Linked DNA regions of Mus musculus: all the other regions are linked to region 7. Evidence: chromatin contacts called from public Hi-C, HiCAR-type, Micro-C and promoter capture Hi-C data. All regions are on one chromosome and are shown on one strand. Each heading gives the region's core, a stretch centred on a gene start, on an enhancer-like site or on the middle of the called end of the contact. The rest is flanking DNA. Distances are from core to core; before and after follow the strand shown. Region 1 overlaps Psme4 (proteasome (prosome, macropain) activator subunit 4). Region 2 holds the start of Psme4 (proteasome (prosome, macropain) activator subunit 4). Region 3 holds the start of Acyp2 (acylphosphatase 2, muscle type). Region 4 holds the start of Nsg2 (neuron specific gene family member 2). Region 5 holds the start of 4930524B15Rik (RIKEN cDNA 4930524B15 gene). Region 6 has its middle 21 kb from the start of Psme4. Region 7 holds the start of Stc2 (stanniocalcin 2).

What was found. Promoter capture Hi-C pulls out the DNA fragments that hold promoters and counts their contacts. A called contact is a pair of places that touch in the nucleus more often than the background predicts. HiCAR-type assays count read pairs that join an accessible place to other places.
Region 1: a Micro-C map of the HL-1 cell line shows a contact between it and region 7, with 2.8 times the contacts expected there. The contact joins the enhancer-like site here to the promoter of Stc2 in region 7. A contact is called at or near these places in 4 of 39 promoter capture datasets (the C10 cell line, embryonic stem cells and trophoblast stem cells), 5 of 484 Hi-C or Micro-C datasets (the HL-1 cell line and embryonic stem cells), 1 of 115 datasets of contacts at active chromatin or transcription factors (embryonic stem cells) and 1 of 9 other capture datasets (embryonic stem cells).
Region 2: a contact with region 7 is called in a Hi-C map of the N1E-115 cell line, with 5 times the contacts expected there. The contact joins the promoter of Psme4 here to the promoter of Stc2 in region 7. A contact is called at or near these places in 1 of 39 promoter capture datasets (the SN4741 cell line), 4 of 484 Hi-C or Micro-C datasets (the N1E-115 cell line, Th1 cells, embryonic stem cells and 1 more) and 5 of 115 datasets of contacts at active chromatin or transcription factors (bone marrow-derived macrophages, embryonic fibroblasts, embryonic stem cells and 2 more).
Region 3: a promoter capture Hi-C map of stem cell-derived epiblast-like cells shows a contact between it and region 7, with 4 times the contacts expected there. The contact joins the promoter of Acyp2 here to the promoter of Stc2 in region 7. A contact is called at or near these places in 4 of 39 promoter capture datasets (the SN4741 cell line, embryonic stem cells, pre-B cells and 1 more), 1 of 484 Hi-C or Micro-C datasets (embryonic stem cells), 2 of 115 datasets of contacts at active chromatin or transcription factors (astrocytes and embryonic stem cells) and 1 of 9 other capture datasets (embryonic stem cells).
Region 4: a HiCAR-type map of astrocytes shows a contact between it and region 7, with 2.4 times the contacts expected there. The contact joins the promoter of Nsg2 here to the promoter of Stc2 in region 7. A contact is called at or near these places in 1 of 39 promoter capture datasets (liver) and 2 of 115 datasets of contacts at active chromatin or transcription factors (astrocytes and embryonic stem cells).
Region 5: a Micro-C map of embryonic stem cells shows a contact between it and region 7, with 2.4 times the contacts expected there. The contact joins the promoter of 4930524B15Rik here to the promoter of Stc2 in region 7. A contact is called at or near these places in 5 of 39 promoter capture datasets (the 3T3-L1 cell line, the SN4741 cell line, cranial neural crest and 2 more), 12 of 484 Hi-C or Micro-C datasets (cerebellum, cerebral cortex, cortical neurons and 4 more), 5 of 115 datasets of contacts at active chromatin or transcription factors (the NIH/3T3 cell line, astrocytes and embryonic stem cells) and 1 of 9 other capture datasets (embryonic stem cells).
Region 6: a Micro-C map of embryonic stem cells shows a contact between it and region 7, with 7 times the contacts expected there. The contact joins the enhancer-like site here to the promoter of Stc2 in region 7. A contact is called at or near these places in 2 of 39 promoter capture datasets (the SN4741 cell line and embryonic stem cells), 2 of 484 Hi-C or Micro-C datasets (both in embryonic stem cells) and 1 of 115 datasets of contacts at active chromatin or transcription factors (embryonic stem cells).

The regions. Positions count from the first base shown.
Region 1 is chr11:30,798,402-30,801,101 of GRCm38.p6, reverse strand. The region is part of intron 3 of Psme4 (proteasome (prosome, macropain) activator subunit 4); the gene reads right to left. Among named protein-coding and RNA genes, the nearest start is that of Psme4, 28 kb to the right of the region's middle. Within about 2 kb of position 1,426, at least 10 of the 459 cell types and tissues checked have an H3K27ac peak or open chromatin away from gene starts, as enhancers often do. A contact at or near this core is called in the HL-1 cell line, where this site is marked.
Region 2 is chr11:30,770,399-30,773,098 of GRCm38.p6, reverse strand. Psme4 (proteasome (prosome, macropain) activator subunit 4) reads right to left here and starts at 1,324. Exons shown (of 47, transcript NM_134013.3): 1 at 875-1,324. The coding sequence starts at 1,116.
Region 3 is chr11:30,648,096-30,650,795 of GRCm38.p6, reverse strand. Acyp2 (acylphosphatase 2, muscle type) reads left to right here and starts at 1,400. Exons shown (of 4, transcript NM_029344.3): 1 at 1,400-1,495. The coding sequence starts at 1,417.
Region 4 is chr11:31,999,136-32,001,835 of GRCm38.p6, reverse strand. Nsg2 (neuron specific gene family member 2) reads right to left here and starts at 1,417. Exons shown (of 5, transcript NM_008741.4): 1 at 1,240-1,417; 2 at 1-105. The coding sequence starts at 84.
Region 5 is chr11:31,964,326-31,967,025 of GRCm38.p6, reverse strand. 4930524B15Rik (RIKEN cDNA 4930524B15 gene) reads right to left here and starts at 1,393. Exons shown (of 5, transcript NM_026262.1): 1 at 1,075-1,393. The coding sequence starts at 1,366.
Region 6 is chr11:30,749,312-30,752,011 of GRCm38.p6, reverse strand. No RefSeq gene overlaps it. Among named protein-coding and RNA genes, the nearest start is that of Psme4, 21 kb to the left of the region's middle. Within about 2 kb of position 1,316, at least 36 of the 459 cell types and tissues checked have an H3K27ac peak or open chromatin away from gene starts, as enhancers often do. A contact at or near this core is called in the SN4741 cell line and embryonic stem cells, where this site is marked.
Region 7 is chr11:31,368,707-31,371,406 of GRCm38.p6, reverse strand. Stc2 (stanniocalcin 2) reads left to right here and starts at 1,346. Exons shown (of 4, transcript NM_011491.3): 1 at 1,346-1,695. The coding sequence starts at 1,545.

The DNA of each region.
Region 1 (2,700 bases), core at 177-2,676, 570 kb after region 7:
TGGTAGTTCATTTACAAAAGGCAGCCATGGGTACACAATGCTTCAGGTTGAACCTAAGAGTCAGACAAATCTGAATTTGAAAATCAAGTCATTGTTCCTAAGAATATAGTATTACAGCTTAGTACTTTTTATCATGGCAAATACCTACCCTCTCATAAAGCTATTTTAAAATTAACTGAGATAATATATTGAAAGCTGTTGGGTAGCTCGGAATTATTTATTAGGCATCACAGCAAATATTAACAACTATTAATTCATGCTTTGCAAAAAGCATTGTACGTGCAACTTCACAGAAACAAAAACTTGTGCACCTTTTACTGCTACAGCAATTTTCCTGCCTATCAATCATGAATTTATGATTCAGGATATAATACCCAGATGAGAAATTTCTTTTCATCACCTTACTATTCTGTACAAAAGTGAATTCTTAAGCTCTTGTTCCAGTTTGAGCCTCATGTAAATTTTTCTCTACACTTCAATTTCCTCATGATGGCACTAATGCTCTCTGATTGTTCCAAGGCAGGACAAGAGAGTCAACCATTTCTGTTCCCAGTTACTAAAAAGTGAATTTCAAAGTCATGGAGGCTGTAACCTGACTCTCCTAGTTCTTTATAACTATCAAGATAAGATTAGCTTTTCTTTTATTTTAAAAAAATTTTAAAGAATCATTTATTTATTTTATGTGTATGAATGTTTTGTCTGCATGTATATGTGCATCACTACATGCCTGGTGACTATGGAAGTCAAAAGCTGGAGCTACATACAGATGGTTGTGAGTCACCATTGTAGGTACTAGGAATCAAATCCATGTCCTGTGGAAAAAGAGGCAGTGCTCTTAAACACTGAGTCATGCCCAAGATTCACTTGTAAACCCCCCCCAACACATGACACATTCAAAATAAAAATAATCCCAGAAATATTCATAGATTCAACTGAACTAAAATTTCTGTCAGACTAACTCTATTTGCTTTTTTTAACATATGAATTGGAAAACAACAATAATGGTGCATTCCTTCTTTCCCTGCCTTAAACTCCTAATTAAATAGTATTCTTTTTTCCCCTAACAATGTATTAAGTCAGTTTTACCTTCTTTCTAAATCTAAACAAACTCATCTTTAGCCAATCAAACATTTTTCATTACCCATCTTTCAAATCTCACACCACTCTGTTAAATGTCACTTTTACAGCCATTAAGATTACTTCATCAGTTACACAGAAGAGACACCATCATCACCATGGAGGCAATGGTAGCACTAACTTTTCATTAAAATTAAAGCATTTTTCTAAAATAAATGTTACTGTAATCACCCTTCCTCTCATGTAAATTTAGCATGATTACTTGAACAATCTGAACTATTCTATGTATGTCCCAGGCAGGGGACGGGATACCCAAGGAGGCCTGAAGAGGGCAGCAGATGCCCTAGAGCTGGAGTTACAGGTGCTAAAAGCCTAACTTGGATCTTCTGAAGAAACATATTCTTTTAATTGCTGAGCCCTTTCTCCTCATAATGTTCCTCAAATGCTGTTTTAGAAATCAATGCAATTCAGTGTTTACTGATGAAATAACTGGTGAAAATGACTTACTGACAGTTCATTGGGGGAATGACTTTCTTCATTTTATTAACTATTAAATTTTGGGTCCAGATCATTAATGAGTAATAAGAAACCCCAGAGTAGAATATGTTATTTCCATGTTGTAAACAGGTAAAGGTAAGAATAAAAGACTTATGTGATCATAAATTGCCCTTTGTAAACCAAGTGTATTGACACATGCAATTCCAGCCCTAGGGAAGCAGTAGCAGAGGAACTGTGAGTTTGAGGCCACTGAGCTATATATAGCAAGACCTGTAGTGGAAGGGGTTGATTCCCTAATTGGTTCTTGATTGTGTCAATAAAGGAGGGAAAAGTCACTTGCTGAATGAAGGGAAAAAAAGGTGGGATTTCCAGGTCCTAGGAGGAAGAGAAGGGACACAGAGAAAAAGGATTCAGACCAGGCTTTGGAGCAAGGGGGAAGCTACAGACATGTAGGTCTTGGGGCCCCTAGAGTTTGCAGTCTCCGCCTACACAATGAGTAGGGGCCAAGGAAGATGGAGGGAGCTAGTTTTAAAAAACGGCCAGCTGGCCCTTGCTGGAGCTGAGTGAGACCAGTGGTGACTGATCACAGAGCCTAGCCTGGAGAGTGGCAGGCAGAGCTCCTGGAAAGGCAGAAGTTTGATTTTTAAAAAATTGCACCCAAAAAGACCTGTCTCAAAAAACAAAAACAACAAAAGCAAATGACCCTTTGTTGAATCAATAGAGGAAGCCAGGCTAGGGTAGATATCAGTGGTACAACACTTACTTAGCAAGTCAAATCCCTGGGCTCAATTGCTAACAACCACAAATGGTAATGGGATAGAGATACACAGGTAATCAAAAACTAAGTACCAAGCCAGGTGTGGTGGCAGGACTGTTGGGAGCTGGAGGCCAGCCTAGGCTACACAACAAGACCCTAGTCCTTCCCCCTCAAAAAAAAAAAAAAAAAAAAAGTAAAAAAAAAAAAGTAAAGAAAGGAAAACAATTTTTTCCTACACGCATATACACTATGAAAAATAGTATGCATGGTAGCCTTAAAATATATAGAGGAAAAACACTTAAAAAGGAAAAATACTTAAAATGTCCTTTTACAAGAACATTAAGTTGTGACAAGACATGAATAGGAAA
Region 2 (2,700 bases), core at 75-2,574, 600 kb after region 7:
ATAGAGCAAATGACCTCTCCAAACTTTTTGCTCCATCATTACTTTTCCCCCGTTCTAATTCTAATGACGCTATAATTTGCGGCTAGTGCGTACGGAAAACAAAAGAACTAACCAACTCAAAACCACACAGTCTGGCCAACAAAGCCCGGGATCAACCTAACAGCGCTCTTCACTATTTGCCTTAGAATAAGCGAAGTCGTGACCGAGGAAATGTCACAACAGGAACATACACTTTTCCTAGAATTCTAAGACAACATTCTCAACGTCTACTCAATCCGAGAATGCGCTGACTGTCCATTTGAAACGAATCGTTTCAATTAAATCCAGGAAGCCAGAACAGCAACCCAGACCCCCAAGAAACATAGTAACACAGAAAAACACACCACACACACACACACACACACACAACCTCTTACTGTCCCTACTTCCTACGGTAAGAAGTGTAAAGTGGATCGACGAGGAAGGAAAAACAAAACAAAACAACAACAAAAACAAAAAACAAACAACAAACCCAAAAAAACCACAGAAGCAAGGACAGGAGTCGCTTCCCCAAAGACCGAAGCTCTCTATCCCGCAGCTCCAAGCGCAGAACCCCAGGGAGAACCAATGGGAGCCGCTCGTCCCTATGCCCGGGTACGCCTGTGGCTCCCCAGAGCCTGGCACGTCAAGAGAAAGGACCAGAACGCTGATCGTGAGAGGCGACCGACAGGACCCAGAAGTCCCACGGAAAGCAACGAGGAGACTGGGTCTCCCCGGACTCGGCCGCGCCCCTGGAATCCTGCACCAGGTCAGCGCCGTCTGGACAGAACAGAGTTGAGCAGCACCAGCAGCGCAGACAAAGAGCCCGGCCCGCCGACGGCTTCAGCCCACTTACGTGGAGAGTTTCCGCGTCCAGAAGAGGCCCCCGGGCCACAGCTCTTGGAGCTGCACGGCCCGGCCCAGGTTGCTCTTGATCTGTGCCAGCTGCAAGTCGGACTCGGCGTCCAGCCGCTCGGCATAGGGCAGAAGCTTGTTGTACACGATCTCCTTCTGCGGGACGAAGGCCCGCGGGCCCAGTACCGGCCGCCCGCCAGGCTCGGGGGGCTCCCCGCCGCCCGCCCGCTCCGGAGCCTCCATTAGCCCGGGGCCGCCCCCGGCCCGACCCCCGGCCCCGGCCCCCGCCCCGCTGCGGGCTCAGCCTCGTCCGCGTCGCCTCGCCCTCGGCCCGACCGCTGGGCCCCCCTCCCGCCCCGGCTGCCCGGCGCGCTGCTGGACCCCGCGCGGCACCCGGTTCGTTGGCGGTGGCAGCGGCTGCTCGGCCCGGACCCCTCCGGCTCTTCTGGTGACGCTGCAGCCGCAGCGCCGGGAGGTTCCGGACCGGCCTCAAGTCACTTCCGGGGCGGGGCCACGGAGGCGGGGAGGAGGTAACCTGGCTGCTTTCTTGCAGTCAGCCGAGTTTGGTGTCAGCGACTGGGGTTGCCACGCGAGGCTGCCGGCGAGAAACAAGAGACCCTACTCTGCTCCAGCAGGATCCAGAGACACGGAATCCGACTACCTCTCCACGCTCAGTATCCTCTCTTCTGGGCCAGTTTACGGAAGAGCAGCTTGTATCCCAGCCGGGGGCGGGAGTGTGGACAGCGAAGCAGTATGAGCACAAAGAGTTCTAGGCCAACCTCTGCTTCCTACTGGCAACAGGAGACACTATCTTTAAAAAAACGTGTATGGAAGAATCTGTATACACAATAGTACCCTGTGTTCCTCTGTCCTTTTACCCCCCACCTTTCTGATATTTCCCCGTCCACCCTCCAAAAAAGTTACTCAACAAATATACTTTGTGTGTCATCTTCTCATTTAAGGTCCCTATAGAAAGTTTAAGAACGCCTAGTTCTGCCCTTAAGGACGTAGAGGCCTTTCCTGGCAACAAACTAATAAATTACAAGATAATGCATTGGTAAATACTGGATAAGTACCGAGATACCTGGGAATTCTAAATGAAGGCATATCACCTTCATAGAAGTTATTTTTAAATTAATCTGTAAGGTTGATGGCAATGTTATTTCGATAAAGAAAGGAGGAAGAAATAATTATCAGCTGACAGAAAAGACTGAGGCTGCAAGCTTGCTTTCTGATAACTCAAGATTCAGGCTGGTTAAAGATTGCTTGCCAGAAGGGAGTGAATACATGTATTGAGACTAAGAAGTAAATGCTGGAGAATTGAGATTGATCTTAAAAATAACAAGAAATTTCTAAGAGAGGACATTGTAACATGCGCCTGTCATCCCAGCATTTGGAAACTCAAGAGCAGGAGGGTTGTAGCTTAAAGCCAACCTGAGCTAAACAAAAAAACGAAACAAAACAAACTAACTAACTAACTGAAAAAACAGACAAGGATTACCAGCTGGTCTATGAGTTCTACTAGTGGTTGGCCTCTTTCCTAAGCTGAGTTCCATCCCTAGATCTTCAAGAAAATATTTTACAAAAAAAGTCACCATCTCAAAAGAGAATGTCTAAAAAACAATAAGCCTAAGGGCAGCATAATAAAATTTACTTTTGTTTCTTTTAGTTTTTGTTTTTGGTTTTGTTTTTTTGTTTGTGGTTTTTTGTTTTGTTTTAGTTTTTTTGTTTTTGTTTTTGTTTTGAGACTGGATTTTACTCTGTAGCCATGGCTATTATGAAACTGCTATGTGTTAAGACCTGTGTCTAGCCACCCATTTTGTGCTG
Region 3 (2,700 bases), core at 151-2,650, 720 kb after region 7:
TGAGCATAGGAGACCTCAAAGCCCTGCCTCTACAGGGACACACTTTCTCCACTAAGGCCATATCTCCTCATAATGCCACTTCCCATGGGCCCAAGTATTCAAACACAGTCTGTATGGGCAACAAAGCTAGCCAAATCACCACAAGGCACCTTTCAGATTCATCAGCCTGAATGAAAAGATCAAGCCTAACTTTATCTCAGAATCACCACAGATTTGGCACCGTCAGAACATTTCAGAATTGATTCATTGTCTGTCTTAGTTAAGGTTTTTATTGCTGCCATGAAACACAATGACCAAAAAGCAGCTTGGGGGAGGAAAATGTTTATTTGGCTTATACCTCCACAGCACTGTACATATCAGGATAGGGACTCAAACAAGGCAGGAACCTAGAGATGATGTAGAGGCATGGGGGGTGGGGTGGGGGTGGGGACTGGTTACTGACTTGTTCCACATGGCTTACTCAGCCTGCTTTCTTATAGAACCCAGGATCCCTGGACTAGGGATGGCATCACCCACAACTGGCTGGGTTCCACTGCTCCCTCCCCCACCCCCCCATCAATCACTAATTAAGAAAATGCCTTATGGCTAGATCTTATGGAGGCATTTTCTCACTTGAGGTTCTCTCCTCTAAGATTACTCTAGCTTGTGCCAAGACTAGCCAGCACACTGACCAAATACCCTTTGTGCCACTAAGCTAAGCAGGTCCTTCATTTCAAATGTCCACCTCAGGATGTTGGAAATGGGGATATTGTTTCAAGGGCACACATTTTCTTCATATGAAGTGGAGATTATCATATATTTGCACAATGGTGAGTATAGTTAAGAATGATATATATTTAAAATCGTTGAAATCTTAAATGAAATCAGAGATGAAAGTTAATTAGCTTGAATTAATCTCCTTACAGTGTACCCATGGGTATACTATGTATTCTTTACAGTGTACCTATATAAAATCACCTAAAACTTAAAAATTCTTTGACATTTTATCCTTGCATATAATGAATTTTGGTAATTTTCCCCCTATTATCCTTCTCATCTCTACCCACTTAGACTTTACCCGCTCTGTCCTCTCAACAAGTCACCCTCTTATTTTCATCCTTATAGAAAAAACAAAACAAAACCTTTTTTGTGTCAAATAAACGTCGGTGGGTAGATATTAGTTGGTTTAATCCCCTCACATGCCCGACCTCCGTTTTCTTTAGAGAACCGGGTCCTGGGGAACGCAGAGAGGGAGCACCCTGCTAGGGAGCCCGAGCGCCGGGTGTCCCGTCGCCCTCACTGTGTACAACGGTCATCTGCCATCTTCTTACGCATGACCCAGCGCGCTCTTGTCTTGGCTTCTGGGCGTCGGTCCCAGAGCCCATAAGTCTTCCTCCCCTGGCGGCTGTCGCAGTCTCCGCGCCACATACCCAGCTAATGCTGCTCGGGAGAAGGCTGGCCGCCATGACCGAGCTGCTCAAGTCTGTGGACTACGAAGTGTTCGGGACAGTGCAAGGTACGGTCTGACCTGGGATGCCAAGACGAGGCCGTGGGAGGGAGAGGAGGAAGCTTATGCCATCCATTTTAGGGACGGTTCTTCTCACTGAGGCAGCGACTTCCGCTCAGCCATGACACAGCAGCCCGGGGCGGGGAGAACGGGCTAGCGCGGGGCGGAGGGAGGTCACCCTGGGTTCCCGAAGAGGACGCTGCAAGCCTATAGGATGGGGGTGGGGGACGCCTAAGTGCGGCAGAAAAGCAAGGGTACCTGAATGATACTGGGTGATTTACTTTGTCAGAGGTTGTAGCCCCTCTCCAGCTAGCAATTTTTCCTTCCTGGGTTTTGGAGATTGAACCTTATATATTTATGCACAGTCTTACATTTGCGTACTAGATTGCTGAAGTACACTCCCAGGCCATTTAAGTGAAGTTTTAAAATTTTTGTTTGATTATAAGCTTAAATAGATGCATAGAATATAATGTCTGACTTACTTTAAATCTTTATATTTGTAATTTAAAACGTTAAAACATTCTTTTAATTTTTTCTAACGCAACTTGACATAGTAGTGCATGTAGTCCTTATGCAGAAGAAGGTGGATATTTGAGTTCAAGACCAGGCTGGTCTATACACTTGAGAAAATTATCTAATGGCGTATAAATACTGTAACTATTTAATGTATATCATCCATTTAAAAGAAGAAAACTTTTTGAGACTGGAAATGTAGCTCAGTAGAGTGCTTGCTTAATAGTCACCAAGCCCTGGAATGGGTGCTCTGCTCTGTACCAGACCAAGGACGAGCTAGTCCTTATAAGCCTGTAATGCAGGTTCCGGTCTTCAACATAAAAATAATGCCTTTCTTTTTCTTTTTCTTTTTCTTTTTCTTTTTCTTTTTCTTTTTCTTTTTCTTTTTCTTTTTCTTTTTCTTTTTCTTTTTCTTTTTCTTTTTCTTTTTCTTTTTCTTTTTCTTTTTCCTTTTCCTTTTCCTTCTCCTTCTCCTTCTCTTTCTCTTTCTCTTTCTCTTTCTCTTTCTCTTTCTCTTTCTCTTTCTCTTTCTCTTTCTCTTTCTCTTTCTCTTTCTCTTTTCTCTTTCTCTTTCTCTTTCCCTTTCCCTTTTCCTTTTCCTCTTTCTCCTCCTCCTCCTCCTCCTCCTCCTCCTCCTCCTCCTCCTTCTCTTTCTTTTTCTTTTTCTCTTTATTTTTTCTCTTTTTTGGGGGGTGGGGCGG
Region 4 (2,700 bases), core at 168-2,667, 630 kb before region 7:
GATGAGAGGGACGGTCTGGAAACCATCCTCCACGGAAGGCGGCTTGGCCCCCTTCTCTCCAGGGTTGCTGTTCAGCTTCACCATGCTTCTGCTTTTATTCCAGACCTAAGGCAAGCAGCAGGATTCTGGTTACAGTGGGAATGTGAGGGGCTGAGGACGGTCTGAGACAGCTCAACTGCAGCAGCATTCAACCTGGCAACAGCCATCAATCTCCCACTAGATTTCCTGACATGATTCCCATTGTCCGGGGAAACTTCATTAATCATCAGAATGTGCTAACTGCTCACCGAGTTCACCAACCCTCGAATTAGGGAGCCCCTCCCAAACCCCCAAACCCCCAAACCAAAAAACCCCCAAAACCTCAGACCTTCATTTTTTTTTTAAATGAGCTTAAAAAAAATACCAAGAAACTGTGGCTAACATATCCCTAGAGCCCCACTGGCAAGATTGTTCTTAGCACAAAAGGAAACTCCATTATTCTGGGCCCCCTGCAGTAAGATACATTTCATCTCACCACCCACATCGCTATTTTGCCTTTTCTTCACCAATCTCTAAAACACAATTAAATACAGTCAATCTCTCTCTCAAGACCCCCCTCTCTCTCTCTCTCTCTCTCTCTCTCTCTCTCTCTCTCTTTTACATAATATGTAGATTGTACACGAGACCCAGGTTTCTACATCAGAAAGAGGCTGGCTTGAACCTGATCTCCTTATTCAGCCATGAAATAGCTCCATTTCCTCAATAGCCAGGGCCTTCCTTCCTTCCTTCCTTCCTTTCTTTCTTTCTTTCTTTCTTTCTTTCTTTCTTTCTTTCTTTCTTTCTTTCTTTCTTTCTTTCTTTCTTTCTTTCTTTCTTTCTTTCCTTCTTTCTTTCCTTCCTTCCTTCCTTCCTTCCTTCCTTCCTTCCTTCCTTCCTTCCTTCCTTCCTTCCTTCTTTCTTTCTTTCTTTCTTTCTTTCTTTCTTTCTTTCTTCCTTCCTTTCTTTCTTTTCATGGAAAGTTAGCAGCCCCCATATTGCAAGATTGCCAACTAAATAAACAAATCACATTATTTCCCTCCAGTTCCCTTTGAACTCAAGGATTGATTTCACCGCACCCTCAAAAGCCCTGCACAACTGAATTTCTCCTGTCAATCCGGCTGGTGGGACGTAATTAGACAAACGGAGTTGTGGGGATGACAGGGTGGTAAGGGCTGGGAGGGTGCTGGGGAGTGGTTACAACAAAAACAAATGCCTACTTACTGTGCGGCACTGGTGGGGGTCAGAGCAGAGTCAAGCCAATATGTAGAGGAGGAGGACAAACAGGAGTCCTCCCTCCTCAGCCAGAGCGTGGTGCTGAAAAAAGCAGCCCTCGCGTGCCTGGATCCGGAGCTTCTGAGAACGAGGCGCCAGCGCGCAGAGAAGATCTGGCAGCTGCCAGCCTGCTCGCCAGCTCGCGCCTCCCACCGGGGACGGCTCCCACACCACCTGTCATCTGGCACCACCTGCTGTTTCTCATGCATGGCCACAACCCCTGCATAGGACAAACGTTTTAAAGAAAAGTGGAAGGAATTTTGGTTATTCCAAAAACAGTAATGTGGCTTATAATTTTTTTTACAATAATGTAAAATGCAATTCTTGAGTCTTTGGTGGAAACTGAAAAAGCAGGCACTTTGTTTTTTGTTTTGTTTTGTTTTGTTTTAGGAGAAGGGCTCCCCTCTTGCTAAAGCTTCCCTAACAATACTGTAAAACTCAAAACACCTGCTCTGGGTTAGAAGAGAAAGTAAACTGGTAGTTACTTTCCATTTCCTGTGCTGTTACACCTTTCTGGTCTCTTTCAAGCTACTGCCCTCTTTTGTAAACTGTGGTTTCTAACAAAGACTGGGAAATGGGGTGGCTTGCACTGTGAACACACCTGCATAAACTGCAGACAGTGCATAGACTTGACCTGTCTAAGGTCACAGAACTGGAAAAGGCCAGAACTGGGACTTGATCCCTGACTCTTGTCCCCAAAATCCATATCTAGGTCAAGACGTTAAATAACATCCAGTTTGCTGACCAGAGTAAGAAGGAGTGGAGAGGCAGTGTCAGCCGGACCAAACTGGCTGGGTGGGTCTGACACATTTTCAGCCACTCCCTGAGCCTCTGCTGCCTTGCCTTTGATGGAGGATAACAGCACTTGCAGAATGAGATGGCAGGGAGTACGGGAAGAGAATGTACCCATGGAAACACATCTGACTTGTGAGAGATGCTCTGAACGCCTATTTCAACCACAGGGATGATTGAGCCCACTGCCAGTGACTTCTCCCAGCTGTGGCTCAAATCACTGTTCATCAACAGCTGCAGTACTGACTGAGTGGTTCACTTTGATTTAAAAAATATTTGTTCTGTGTGGAAAAAAAAAAATCACCCTAGCTAGTGTCTATGTGTTACAAGGCACAGAAACGCGTGTGTCTTCTGTATTGTTCGGGCATGAAATGTGTGTAAGGGTTTTTGAGACCATGAAGGCTGTCATCTATCAGCACCACACAGGGCAGTGTTAAATGGTGATGTATATGTGTGAGAGGGAAGTATTCTAAGAAATATTGGTTTTCCTTCCCCTTCTTTCCAAAGACCTAAATGACTGCCAAATTCATGCATGGCACGAGACCAGCACAGTATAGCCAGCAACCACAGGTTCAATTGTGAACATGTATATTTCAGATCCTAACGCTGCTGCCCTAA
Region 5 (2,700 bases), core at 144-2,643, 600 kb before region 7:
GCAATGGTGAGGGGCTATGATGCCTTTGAAGGGGTGCAGAGTTTCTCTGTGATATTACAGTTACATTAAAATGGAATGTTAAGGACACAACTCTGTGGATATGTAAGAACCATTAACTTGTGTACCATAACTGGGTGAACTGGATACACTATTAATGAAAGCTCAGTAAAATTGCTTTGAAAAGTATAGGTAAAAGGTGTTTCTCTGTGTTGTCCTGGCTGTTCTGGAACTTGCTCTGTAGACTAGGCTGGCCTCAAACTCACAGATCTGCCTGACTCTGACTCTTTAGTGTTGGGATTAAAAGTGTGGGCCACGACTACATCTTCAGATCTTCTGTGTTTTAACAGGATGCTTCAACGTCTCTTAAGAGGTCTGATTGAATATATATCAGGTAATTAGCAATTCATTTTCTATTTTACTGTATGTGTATATGTGTTTTGCTTGTGCACCTTGTAGATGCATGATGCCCAAGGAGGGCAGAAGAGGGCGTCAGATGCCTTGGAACTGGAATTACAATCAGTTATATGTGGGTGCTGAGGTCCAAACCTACATCATATGGAAGAATAACCAGTGCTCTTAACCCGTTGAGCCACCTCTCCAGCTCCTGTAATTAGCAATTTCAATAAATGTCAGTGAAAAATAACCAACAAGCGCGCCAAACTTCCATTTCTCTGAGCGACTGAAGTAGCTACATCCAAGAACTTCTCTCAGGTCTCTAGGTTATCTTAAATATCCTGCAGCCTTTTTACAGGTTACCCACCCCACTAAGTGAGTTAAAGGAATTCTCCTAAACTTATGGCTCCAACACAGACTGGCAGGAGAGAGGAGCCTGGCTGCCTACTGACTAGGATGCTGACAGGAAAGGCTGAGAGGAAAATGACACCGAGGCTGACAGGAAGGCTGACAGAAAGACTGGCAGATGCAAAGGTTGAGACAAAGGAAGACTGACACAAAGGTTGACAGGAAGGCTGACGCGAAGCCTGGCTGACGGAAGCCGCGCGCACAAAATGGCGCGGGAGCTGCCCAGTCAGCAGCAGGCCGCTGACAGGACGATCCCTCCCGCTGCCGTGCCACCTGCTTGCGCTGCTTGCTCCCGGGCCCTGGGCGCTCTCGACCTCCGCTGGAAAGGGGCGGAATCCGGGGTGTCAGTGACCCCGGCCTGGGAGCCAGTGGGCCGCTCTCCTCCCCGGGCCCCGGGCTCCACCGCTGCTTGCTTTGAGGCACAGCGGGCCCCGAGCCCTGGGCCTCGATGGCCGAAACCTCGGAGACCCCTCAGCTGCCACACGCCATGGCGGTGCGAGGCGAAGCGGGTCACGTAGATTAAGCGAGGCCCATCTGGCCTTTGCCCACTGCGGCTGGGCACCATCTCTCGGCCTCCTGTCGGGCAACCTGCGGGACCTCGGAGCCGGCCTGAGCACAGGGCGTGGGGTGTGTGTGTGTGAGGTGTGTGGGGTGGGGTGGGGTGGGGGAGTGTGGATGTGGGGGAGGGGGGACACTTGCGCATGCGGGCTGGGGGAGGGTGGAGAACCGTTGGGGCCAGACCTGTGTGAGGCGAGGACGGGACTGACCTAGAGGCCCCAACTTCACTGAAGAGAGATGGAGTGTGGGTGGGTGAGCTGGAGTCCAGAACACCAGGAGCCTGGGTAGGAAGTTGAGGTGTAGAACACCGAGAAGCTGGGGTTGAGGTAAGGAAGGGATTAAGGACATAAGAGTCCAGGCACCTAGCAGAAGACAGGAGCCTAATGTGGATCTCTGTTAGAAGTTGGGAGGCAAGGAAAGCCCTACTGAAAGGGAAACAGGAAGGACTGTGGTTGTGAGGATGGCCATTCGTCTAGAGAGAGGTTGAATTTCAGGCTATGCATCATTTGGGACTGGGATGTAAGAAAATCAAATATGGTTCTTTTCTATCAAATACTATAAAAATGTGTGTTTAGGACAAGGAATTAAAACATTTTTATCTCCTGTCTTCCACCTTGTAAGACTTTCTTGCAAAATGTTTTAACCCTTTCCGTCCAATAAAACTTTGATTTATGTAAAGCCCCCTGCTCTGTGTGATAACCTGGGGCAATGATCTTCTTGTCCTTGGAGCAGTGAACCCTTCCCCCTTCTCTGTTTTTAATTTTTGTTTTGTTGAGACATGGTTTCTCTATGTTGTAACTTTAATTTTTTTAGGCCTTATTTTTATTTATTTATTTATTTATTTATTTATTTATTTATTTATTTATTTATTTATTTATTTTGAGACAGGGTTTCTCTGTGTAGCCCTGGCTGTCCCGGAACTCACTCTGTAGACCAGGCTGGCCTCGAACTCAGAAATCCACCTGCCTCTGCCTCCCGAGAGTGCTGGGATTAAAGGCGTGCGACATCACACCTGGTTCTTAGGCCTTATTTTTAATGATAGTTCTTAAATGCTTTTGCCTCCCTTCTAGCCTACCACCCACCAGGTAGTAGAAAAGAAAGGATACAGGGGGCGGGGGGGGGGCGGGGAAGTGGACCTGTTTAGACGTGGTTCTTTGGAGAAAATCCTATCTGGGTTGTCGGAAATCAGCAGTTCAGTTCACAGGTCAGCAGCAGCAGCTCAATCCACTCCCAAACACTTTATGGATATACTAGCAGTCCAGTTTGGTAGAGTTGGATAGCAGCAGTGGTGGCACTATCTAGAAGAGACAGCCAGGTCTCATCCTAGACTCTAGTCATCAG
Region 6 (2,700 bases), core at 67-2,566, 620 kb after region 7:
TAGCTAGGAGTCTACTGTAAAAGCTGCTCTTAAAGGGACCAGCAGCTTCTTGGCTTCTTTGGTCAGGAAGCTGATGGCTGTTTCTCCTACAAAAATCTCTGTGACTGTGATTATTGGGTTCAGCTGGTGACAAGGTGCTCCTCCCTTGATATTACTGATAGAAAAAGGTAAGAAAATTTTGTCTGTGTAGTCTAAATAAGTAAATGTGTGTAGCCACTTTATGTTTGTTTCTGACTGGTCTTAAATGTATAAATATGTTACTGACTTACAAGTTATTGGGTATGGTATAAACTTTGTAACAGTGGTAACAGAAAGTTGGCTTAGAACTGGTAACTCAGGGTTGGAGTCTTTCTGGACAACAACACATGGCATGACCAACCCAGGGAAACAGGTCTCTAAAGGTATCTCTAAATTGGGATAATATTTTATGTAATTCTTGTCCTAGAAGCCAGACTAATAGAAGATAGGATTTGAAACAATGTTTCTTTAATGAGCTTTAAAAGCTGCACCATCATGCATTCATATATAATAACTAGCAGTCAAACTCTGTAACATGAAAATAATGCACTTGGTATTGATTTTAGAGAGACTGGATTGTTTACACAGTTAAAAATCGGTTTTGCTTTCCAAAATTATGGTTATGCTCTGATATTGCAAAAGAAACTTTTAAGAATATATATATATATATATATGTATATATATATATATGTGTGTGTGTGTGTGTGTGAGAGAGAGAGAGAGAGAGAGAGAGAGAGAGAGAGAGAGAGAGAGAAACAAACATGCAGTGGCCACATTCATATATCCAAAACAGACAGGAAAAATGGTCCATACCTTCTGCAATGTTGCAATTCAGGAAGGGGAGGTCCAGTTCTCCACAGTCACAATGGTGCTGTAGCAGGGCCCTAGGTTTTTCAAAGCTTCCCACTGGCCTCAAGCATTGAATTCTTATCAGTCTTGTGGTTCATATATCCAGATACCCCAAGCCAGAAAAACAGGTAAAGCAATAAGAAACAGAGTAAAAACTAGAATGGAAAACATAGAGCCAAACAACAGAAAATATGAGACAGCAACATTTAACAACTGCAGCCCTCTGCTTTACTAGTTCACCAGTCTGATCAAGAGAAAAATTTTTATAGCTTTCTTGTAAAACCAACTAGAGGCTGGGGCTCTCTGAGTTCTTGGTTCTGAGATCCATTCTGGGTCCTTCTAAACCCTAGGCTTTGCTCCCAGTGTCAGGAATTCCTGAGCTCTATTGTGTAACTTAGGCATTGGAATCCTGTCAACAGGCACCATGGGGTCCTCTGGGGCCCAAAGCAGGTCAGAAAAGAAAAGCTTTTGTTGCCCTGATAATTAAGGTCAAAAATCTACCATTGTCTGGATAGCCTTCTGGACTTGGTACAAGTCCCTTTACCATCATAGCTCCTCAATCTCTGACCTTGTCTGGGGTGTTCAAACAAAACACACACACACACACCTCTACCTGTGGAATGTCACATAGCTATGGTTAGATTACAGGTTCAGCTTCCTTTCTCCTGATAGGAACCTGTTAGCACCTGGGATTCCTGAAATGCTTCTCCATGCTAATGAGACATCTTGGTACCTTACACCCAATTACCTTTGCCTATCCATACTCCTACCCCCCCCCCTCCCACAAAATTATAAAACCCTTGAGTCACCTCAAGGAAACTTGATCTGTCTCCCCACAGCTGGTCCCAGTGTGTCATCATTACCATATGTACTCACAGGGTTTCTGAACCGCCCCATCCATTGTCTCCGCTCCATTTACCCTCATGGACTAATATTGCCCAATGAGTCACAGCTGGCGGCACTGGATGAACTCCAATTAACCAAAAATAACCAGTGGGCTCTCTCCTGTAAAAGGAATTTAAGATGTTTGCTACCCAGTATAAAAGACACACAATCCAGGTGTTTTACTTACAAGCTGTAAGCCTAGATTGGGCAGGTTTTGGAGCTACATCTCAGTCAAATGCTCCTTGTTACATACTGTTTCTCCTAACCGTGTGCTCATGGTTCATCTCCTCTCATGGCTGTTTCCTCCCCGTTTTGTCCTCCCTCCTTTCTTTCCTCTTTGTACTTGTAACTCCCAGCCAGGTAACTGAAAATCTGCCCACCTCTATTTACTGCTCAATCAGAGGCTTTAGCCTTTTACTGGCCAAGGTTACAAAGCATCACATGGTGTACTTGAGGATCTTCTCATCAGCGGACAAGCAGGTCTGGGGGTGGGGGTGGGGGTGGGGGTGGGGGTGGGGGTGGGGGTGGGCAGTATTAGCATTTGAATACATAGCAGTACCAGACCAACTCCCTACAGACAATTGCCTTTGTCCTGAACAGGGTGCATAGACCTTGTCAGATCCTCCCCATTCCCAGATCTGGATACGCCATAACCAGAATCCAGAAAGTAGGCAGAAAAATGTCTTAGAAAGTTTACAATGGCTTCCAAAAGAAGGTCTTTATAAAAAAAAAAATGCTTGCTATCGCCTTTTTAGAGCATGGCTGTTCAGTATGGTAGTGGTGGGGTCCCCAGTGCCAAAGAGAAGAGACCAGCTTCAGAATTTGGGTTGGAGTGGTCTTTCTTATCTCCCTATGGTGGGTGCTCCAAATGTTCTTCCTGAGATTCTCAAGAGAGAGAAAAAACCAATTTCCACATTTTGAACCAAATTTGAAGCAAGCTTAATTAAT
Region 7 (2,700 bases), core at 97-2,596:
TGAGCGTGCACACGTACACACACAGCAGGGAGGAAAGACGCTCCCGGCAGCGCCCAACTTTCTCCCCGCTTCCTCCAGCAGCGGAGATTGCAGCTGAAGGCGATCTGATTCTCAGGGTGCTTAAGGAGGGGGCTCCAAGAAGAGGAGAAAAAAATAGAAGGTCCCAAGATTTGGGGGGTGGGGTGCTTTAATTTTACATCAGAGGACTGCAGAGTAGAACAAACAAACAAACAAACAAAACCCGTAAGTGGGCCGAGTGGCATTTGGAGAAAATTGAAGACTGTATTTGGAGACGCCTAAAGTTGCCTGTCAAGCTCTGGCCTCTTGGGCACGCGATGGTCTGTGGCCGCCTGACCCAAGGCTGCCTGGGCCTCCAGGCCACCAGCCAGGAAATGATGCAAATGAATTTTCACCTGGTGAAATGAATTGTCACTTGGATCCCTGAAGCCCAGACAGGAATCCGTCTGGACTGGAGGAGGAGCGAGACGAGACGCCCCAGGTGTTATTGGACCCATCAAATTCAGGCAGAAAGTGGGTAAGTCAATCAGGCCAGCAGCTTCCACGCCTGTCCTCAAGCGCCTTTAAATAAAACAAAAACCAAAAAACCCAAAAAACAAAACAAGCGTCAGGACGCTTAGGAATTCCCACCAGAGTTCAATTTGCTCGCACCATCTCTGTGACCAGGTATCTGTCCTAATCTGTTCAGGTCTCCTGGCTGAGAATGTGACTGTGTTCCAAAGAGGAAACTTTCCCAGCTGGATATGAACCCTGGGGACTCTGTCCCTGTGAAGACCGACTTCTCCTGCCCCCCACCCCCCTTTTTTTAGTTTTTAGTTGCAAGTAGAGTTGGCATCCGCTTTAATTTTTCCCCCTCAGTCCATTCGGCCATTGCCCCGGAGCACACGCGCACGCGTCTCGCACACACACACACACACACACACACACACACACACACACACACACACACACCACGCAAACGCGTGCCATTGCCCCGGAGCACACGCGCACGCGTCTCGCACACACACACACACACACACACACACACACACACACACACACACACACACACACACACACACACACACACACACACACACACACACACCACGCAAACGCGTGGCCGCCGCCAGGTCTGCAACTTTGTGGGGCGATCGCGGAGGCGCTCCGCTTCCTCCCGTAGAAGTTGGCGCAGGCCCCGCCTCCCGCTGTGTTGTCAAACGGGCCGGGGTCTCCGATTGGTCCAGCCTCCGGGACAACACCTGCTCGACTCCTTCATTCAAGTGACACCAGAGCTTCCAGGGATATTTGAGGCACCATCCCTGCTATCGCCGGGCACTCGCGGCGCGGCTAACGGCCTGGTCACATGCTCTCCAGAGAGCTACGGGAGGGCGCTGGGTAACCTCTATCCGAGCCGCGGCGAGGAGGAGGGAAGGGGCCAGCGAGGAGGAAGAGTGGGAGGAGGGGGAAGCGGCGGAGGAGGAAGAGGAGGAGGAGGGGCGCACAAAGAATCCAGGTCTCCAGGCGGGAGGGTGATACCCAGAACCATGTGTGCGGAGCGGCTGGGCCAGTTTGTGACCCTGGCTTTGGTGTTTGCCACCTTGGACCCGGCGCAGGGGACGGACTCCACGAACCCTCCGGAAGGTCCCCAAGACAGGAGCTCGCAGCAGAAAGGCCGTCTGTCCCTGCAGAACACAGGTAAACGCGTGCGCCCTGCAGCCCAGAGCTGCCGGGGGAGAACAGGGTGCATGCTCGCGGCGCGCCGGGTGCCTTTAGCCCCAAGCCGGCGACCCGAGCTCACCCCGGGCGGCACAAACTCTCCGTGGCTCGGGACGTGCAGAGGGAAGAGCGAGGCGAAGCGAGGTCTGGCTCGGGCTGCGAGAGCCGGGGATCGGCACGTGCTAGCAGGGTGATGAAATGGCTGAGGCAAGACTTGTTGCTAGCCTTCCCCGGGGCTGAGGGGAACCGAGGCTGTGCCTGACGCTGCTGCCAGCTCCAGCCAGAGTCCCGGGCCCGGAGCAGGGCGCACTTCGTCACGCCTGGCCCGTGCGAAGTACCAAGGGACCCCAGAGCTGGGCTCGCCCTGCACCCAGAACTTCGTTTCCAAGCCGGCCAGCCTGGCATGTACTGTCTCCGTTTTCTCCAAAGATGCCGGACAGCCCAGAACTTTGCTGGCCAGTTAGGAACTTTTCCTTTGGGGGAGGGGGTTCGCAAAGCGTACCTCTGCTGCTGCAGCCATGCTCCTAGCCAAGTCAGCACGGGAAGAACTGTTGACACGATCCGAATCGTGCGCGGCCCTGCTCACCAGCAAGCTGCAGTGCAAAAGCCTGACGTGTGGCACACGGGGCTGGCCTTCTTCCCAGCTCCCGGGAGAGAAAGAAACGTGTCTGCCGCTCGTCTCCTTACGCCCCCACCCCCGCAATTCCTCGGGGGCCGTGTGAAAGCGGCGGCCGTGGCGTGCGTGCGCTCCTTGCCTGAGCCGGAATGCACAAGTGCTGGTCAGGGTTCTCCAAGTGAGTGATCGCTGCCCTGCTCGCGACCACGCGTGGAGTCAGTTCAGCCTCTCACCCCCGCTTGTCTAGGCGCACAATCAAGGGTTCCTCGTCCGCCCTGCCTCCTCTCGGGTTTAGGCACCCCTTCACAAGCACAAGCTCGTTCTCATGCTAGATTTCATCTCATACAGATTTTTCGACTCGAGCCCCG